2 separate regions of the Mus musculus genome follow, and region 2 is linked to region 1. Evidence: chromatin contacts called from public HiChIP or PLAC-seq data. All regions are on one chromosome and are shown on one strand. Each heading gives the region's core, a stretch centred on a gene start, on an enhancer-like site or on the middle of the called end of the contact. The rest is flanking DNA. Distances are from core to core; before and after follow the strand shown. Region 1 overlaps Gm39072 (a long non-coding RNA gene). Region 2 overlaps Spon1 (spondin 1, (f-spondin) extracellular matrix protein).

Region 1 (2,915 bases), core at 164-2,663:
ACCTCCTGTAAGAATGGAGCTTGGGAGAGTAGGAGTGACTGGTAATTTCCTGGCCACAGTGAAATTGCTGCAGGCCAGGTTCTGATGGAAGTGAAGGAACCTTTGGGAGATGACTCAGCAGCAGCAGCAGCAGCAGCAGCAGCAGCAGCAGCAGCAGCAGCAGCAGCAGCAGGCCAGATCATGCCCCTGCTAAAGCTGGATGTGTGGCCTTTCTCCAACAATGCTTAAATGCTGATGGGCACAGCAGAGAAGCTGATGGAAAAGGTGGGCCCAGTAAACACAATGGCTGAGGACATTAGGCTATTCAGGGAGGGCCGTCAGTGGCTCCCATCGCTGGCTCTAGGTAGAGACAGTTGGTAGCCTAGGATTCTGCTCTCTATGTGGCTTCCCAGGTTCAGGATCCTCGGCACCACTGTGGGTGTCCAAGCATGCCGGTCTCTCTGTGAGGTGGCTATAGTGTTGGTTTTTCACAAAGATGACATCGTGACTGCTGAAAGGCTTAACATCTTTCTTGGTCATAAAAGGTGTGACACGGCACCGATGGAGGCTGCTTAAACAGCCTAGAACTCAGGCCACTGTGGGAAGACCTGCTCCCTGGTGAGCTCCCGTAAGCATCAACCAGTGCCCAGGATATTTACTAAGAGCAGTAAGAAGTAGGGGGTACAATGCCTGCTTATCGGTGGCCTGCTGAGGAAGCTGCAGGCTGATTCTGCAAGAGTCAGAGAGTGGGCTTCAGCTGCGAGGGCATTGATTGTGACTTTGATATTTAGGTTAAAGAGAGGGACTCCCCGCTAGATATCTCAGAGGGCATCCATACCACGCAGATGCAGGCAGTAATGAATTCTTTAAGAGGCAGCTGAGGTAGGAGAATTCCGAAACGTCAGGAGGGCTTCGAGGGGGTGCCTGGCATGAGTCACTGCTGGCAGCTTCCCACTCACGACTCAAACTATTGCACCTAGAGGGAACGGTGGCAGGCTGTGAGCCGAGGGAAGGAGTCTTTAGGGGTACGGGGACAAGAGGAACTCTCCGTTCTCAGTTCTGATCGCAAGGGATGCTTCTTGGCCATTCTTTCCCTGCTTCCATTGATCTGTTAGTGCGGGGTATCGTGAGGGAAGCCACAAAGATTTGGGACAGGGCTCAGACCTGGTCCATTTTCACATGTGTCAGTGTGTGAGCAGTCCCAAGGTTCTCCGAGCCTTCTTTATCTCTGCTGTAAAAAGCCTGCTTGGAATCTTGGGAAGATGGAGGCTGGCCTTTAGCAAACTCATCTTCCACGCAGACTCCCTTCCTCTGTTTTGGTTTCCCACGTACTTAGCCTTTTAAGGGAAAAGCAACAATACCTCTGTGTCCCCGGCACGGACAAAAGCAGCTTTAATCAACATGGTAACCGGGAGGAAGGGATTGATTTGTTCTTCTCACGCCAAGCTGAGCACACGACAGGCTATGGTTTGGAATATCAATGTCCCGCAAGTGAGGGCCACTCGGAACAGAAACTGTCTTGTTTGAGAAGATTTATTCCCGGTGTCGTTTTTCACGGCTCATAAAAGGTGATGGATGGACTTAATTTTTAGTCTAATTTCTTGCCATGCAGTTCAGTAATTTTCCAGATAAACTCAAATTATAAAGAATCCAGGATTACTCAATGCAATGAGGAGTTGGGGACATCTGGTTGTATATAGATGCATGACATGTTTAATTTTTCAAGGCAGCCGAAGAGGAGGTGATTAGAAATCCCAGCTCACGTGTAAACTGTGTCATCTGCAGTGCTGGGTTCTGCCATCTCCAGCTATATCCCTGGATATAAGAGAAAAGAAGTTTGATGTTATTTGTTATTTGTTGGTCAGTTGTTTAATAGGATGGAGCCATGCCACCAGTACACAGGAAGAACAATCCGTTCATTTCCCTAGGTATTTCATATCTTTTAATTAAACAGATATTCAGTTATTTTTTTAGAGGATATGAAAAAGTAGTCCTTGATGGGATGTATGGAAATCTGTTTGGTTTTTTTTTTTTAATGTATTTAGCTTTGATTTATTTTTTTCCTGTAAGTTTTAAATATCCAGAAGGTACTTGAGAACCTGGGTCTCAGTTGTTATGAAATTAGCAATGTGGTATAGTGGGAGAACCCTCGGAGCTCTAGAACCAATCTGAACCAAGAATTATGAGGCCTGTGAGCCTCAGGCAAAAGGGAGTGGACAGTGAGAAGCAGATACTGCCCAGAGAGCTGGAAACAGCAGTGTTCACCTGGCGCTCCTTACTCGAGAATCAGAGACACCAGGGCTGAGGGTTGGAAGCCAGCTCATACTCCACAGGGAGACCCTAGCTCACACAACAATAATCACAAGTCTGAGGATGGACAGTGCTGGGCTTTCTCTGCAAGTAGAACATAAAATAATAGATTAAATTATTAGAGTATGGTCGAGTACAGGCCAGGTCGTTAGTCCTGAGACAAAGGCTAATAATTTGTACTGAGAACTTTTTAAATTTAATTCTTCTACATATCTAATTCAGTCTTTCATGAGTCTAAGAGTGCCCTAAAAAACAAAATTCTTTAAAAATAAAAAAAGTCACACTCTAGGTTGTATCTTGGCTTGAATGTGTTCCTGTTTATTAAACAGTGTTAGGTTAAATAAAATATGCTGTTTCCCAAGGAGGCCTTCCTTCCAATAATCTCTTTTAAAACGGAGAAAGACAAATGTTCAAACAACCACAAGCTTTGCTCTCTCTTATTGACAATAACCTGAACAGAATTCTTCTCTCTCAGCAACTGAACCTCAGTGACATTGTATACACCCAGAATGGTAATTCCATTCTGAATGACAACAGTGTGCCCACACAGTCTGAGGGTGAAAGAGATGAAGTCTGGACCCATACCATTAGAGTTCTGCTTCTCAGGCTGCGGCAGTCTTCAGAGC
Region 2 (3,280 bases), core at 196-2,695, 350 kb before region 1:
AATTAACATCAGTTAACACTTGTGGGTAATGACCAGAACTGCTTGGTATTACAAATCTTAAAACCCCCCAAATCTGAAGCTTCCTGAGCGGTAACATGAAACCCAAATAGGGAGTTCCACGCTTGACCCCACACGATGGGTCACAGGCAAATGGCAGATGCATTCAAATATTGTGCAAACGTATTCTCCTGTAAAAGGTGTGCATGCAACCTGTCGCATGCTGAAATTTGGGTCCTGTCACCGAGGCATGTCATTATATCTATACACAAATATTTCAAAATGTAAAAGTCTCCATGGACCCTCTCGTTCTGGCTTTCTGCCACTGCCACTGACAAAACATTGGAGAAAAATGTCTTTGAAGAAGAAAAACTTGTTTTGGCTAATGGTGTCAGAGATTTTAATCCATGGTCACCTGACCACATTTCCTTGTGACTGGGCAGCGTAGTGCACCATGGTGGGGCTACAAGAAGGTGGTGAGGGGTGGGGTGGGTTGGGGTGGGGTGAGGGGTGGGTGGATAGGTGGGTCCTAGCAGATGTTCCAGGCACACACCTCCACAGGCCTAACTTCTTTCCATCCTCCCCTGCCCCAGAGTTTCGCTGTGTAGCCCAGGCTGTCCTAGAACTCACTCTGTTGACCAGGCTGGCCTCAAACTCAGAGCTCCAGCTGCCTCTGCCTCAGAGTGCTGGGATTAAAGGTGTGCACCACCACCAGTGAGCCTTTTTACCAAGTCTTAAAGTTTCCATCACCTCTTAAGAATGCCACAGCTGGAGACCAAGCCTCTAGCTTTCTGGAGGGCACCTAAGATGTGAATCAGAAGACCTCTGGTGCCAAGAAAAATAAGAGTGTCATAAAAGTGTCCCCATCCAGCATAATTGAAAAGTGTCAGCATCTACACAGTGATAAGCCACATCTCTGAGAAAAAGACCCAGTCCTAGTAAAGTTATGAACAGTTTACACACACATAAATTAAAAATAAATATGTACATGAAGAAATGTCTTTCCTGACCTCTGAGAGGGTGAGGTGCATGGGATGAGGGCAGAGAAGCGAGTGCTTTTAACCCCACCTTTCCTTGTAGTTACTAAACCTGCAATATGGGACCAGTGTATTTAACTGTGAAGAAATGGCTTCTCATTGGTTCCTGACAGTACAGTGCCTCATTTTCAGCAAAACTTCCCAAAATACCACAGAGGAAAAGAGGCGAGAGATGATTTTATGATCAATCTACACTCTGGTCCTTGCCTTCTAAGTTACAAATCCTCACCAGTGAGACCTACCTAGTAATAGTTTTTAAAAGGTTTTACTTTGGTCTCAATTTGTTTTCTCAAGTGCAGGAACTCTATTAAGCCACTAGGGGGCGCCCAAGCCATTCATTAGACTGAAGCACGGTGCTGGCGGATCAGGGTTTGTCAAGTTTTTGCAACATTAGTTTCTAACCAGAAGGTATTTGGGATTCCAAGTCCATCTGGACATGCAGATCTACCACCTGCTCAAGTCCGAGTTCCTTTACTACCCCACGGGCGTCGATGGACCCAGGTGACTCTTGCTAGGAGGAGGCAAGAGGGACCTCGGAATCCGAGGGCTGTTTCTGGTTTCATTTCTGGAGAAGTAGACCCAGTCTTTGCACCGCTGATCTCACAAACACCGGCCATTGTCTAAGCAAGAGATAACCAAGAGGAATGGGTGGGAATAATTTAGGGGGAATGCCAGTCCTTTCCAGGAGATGAATATCTTTGAAAGTTCCGGTAATTCTTAGCATTCAGACCACCCTGGAGTAGTGCAAATTCACAATGATTGCAGGAACTGTTTCTCACTTGTGTTTGCAAAGAACCAGTGAAGGATGCGGCTTTGCTCGGAATTCGTCTTTCCCTGTCTCTACCCGAACATTGGGCTGTCAGGGCTCTGGCTTGATTTATTGAATCAAACATGTCACCGTTGATTCGTTCATCCGCTCCTGCCCTTTGAGAAGGGGTGCTGGGAATGCGGATGAAGACTGCTGAGAAAAAAAGTCAGTTTCAACAGGCAGTGCTTTGCAAAGTAGGTCACCCTGGCTTTTCCACTGGGTGAAGAGGCTGGAATCCCATTAACCTCCATCAGACTTGCAGGGATGGGGATGGGGGGGGGGGGGAGAATGGGGGTGGTGGGGGGGCGGGGTTGTTAGTGCAAAACAAAACCTGGCTTCGTGCAGGCTTCCTAATTTGACTTCCTAATGAGATTTGGAAAGGAAAGGGGAATAGAGGGTTTGGGAAAATCAAAGGAAAATTCCTTTCCCTAAATGAGCCCATAGTGTGGGGTGGAAAGGTTTGGGCTGTTTGTGAACTGAGTGTTTGCCATCAATTAATTTTTTGTTTTTTCTTTCTTTCTTTCTTTCTTTCTTTCTTTCTTTCTTTCTTTCTCTCTCTCTCTCTCTCTCTCTCTCTCTCTCTCTCTCTCTCTCTCTCTCTTTCTTTCTTCCTTCCTTCCTTCCTTTTTTTTTATCTTTGTTTCCACTGGGTCTCAGAAAGTCTGAGGGGCAGGTAAAGTGTGGGAAGGTATTCCCCATATAATACTTCTTTCAAATTTCAACATGTCTTTCACCCGTTGGAAGTAACACACACACACACACACACACACACACACACACACACAGAGAGAGAGAGAGAGAGAGAGAGAGAGAGAGAGAAACAACCCCGTCACCAAAACCTAAAACACCTCCAAGCCACCAAAACACACACACACACACACACACACACACACACACACACACACACACACAAATCCAACTCGATTTTCTTCCCTTCTGCGTCACAACCAAGTCAGACTTTGTCTTCTACAGCAGGGTTAAGGTTTCCCCTGCTGCATGCAGGGTTCTCCCATCCCACAGCAGAAGGGCACAGTGGCTTAGTGTCTGTGACTCTATTGACTGACTTCATGCTGGGTAGGGCCTAGCTGGCTGTGTCCCTCAGTCTTCCCTGGGTTCCAGGGAGCTACTCTTTCCTTGGGCACCTTTGTGCTGTTCTCTTTTGGTTTCATTTGAAGCCAAGGCTTTACCATGAAGAGTGGGGGCTCTTGGGGGCTCTGTCCTAAGCCTTATTCTTAACCTCCACACCCCCCCACCCCCGCGCTGTCAAGTGACCCTGGTTTTGGGCAGTCTCTGATTTACCCTTGACTCAGTTATGCATCTGCAGAGACTCTGAACCCTGAAATTCAGAGCTAGGTCCTAACTGGGCACTTGGCCTTCACCTTTTAGGGCATCTTAACAACATGTCATAGGCAGAGCTGCTCTCATGGGCTTTCCCATT

What was found. HiChIP or PLAC-seq counts read pairs in DNA pulled down with a chosen protein or histone mark.
Region 2: an H3K4me3 HiChIP or PLAC-seq map of forebrain shows a contact between it and region 1, with 4 times the contacts expected there. The contact joins two enhancer-like sites. A contact is called at or near these places in 1 of 39 promoter capture datasets (cranial neural crest), 1 of 484 Hi-C or Micro-C datasets (cortical neurons) and 7 of 115 datasets of contacts at active chromatin or transcription factors (bone marrow-derived macrophages, craniofacial prominence, embryonic basal ganglia and 4 more).

What each region holds. Positions count from the first base shown.
Region 1 is chr7:113,671,774-113,674,688 of GRCm38.p6, reverse strand. The region is part of intron 1 of Gm39072 (a long non-coding RNA gene); the gene reads left to right. Among named protein-coding and RNA genes, the nearest start is that of Gm39072, 11 kb to the left of the region's middle. Within about 2 kb of position 1,413, at least 19 of the 459 cell types and tissues checked have an H3K27ac peak or open chromatin away from gene starts, as enhancers often do. A contact at or near this core is called in forebrain, where this site is marked.
Region 2 is chr7:114,019,081-114,022,360 of GRCm38.p6, reverse strand. All of the region lies in intron 7 of Spon1 (spondin 1, (f-spondin) extracellular matrix protein), which reads right to left. Among named protein-coding and RNA genes, the nearest start is that of Gm51454, 16 kb to the left of the region's middle. Within about 2 kb of position 1,445, at least 81 of the 459 cell types and tissues checked have an H3K27ac peak or open chromatin away from gene starts, as enhancers often do. A contact at or near this core is called in forebrain, where this site is marked.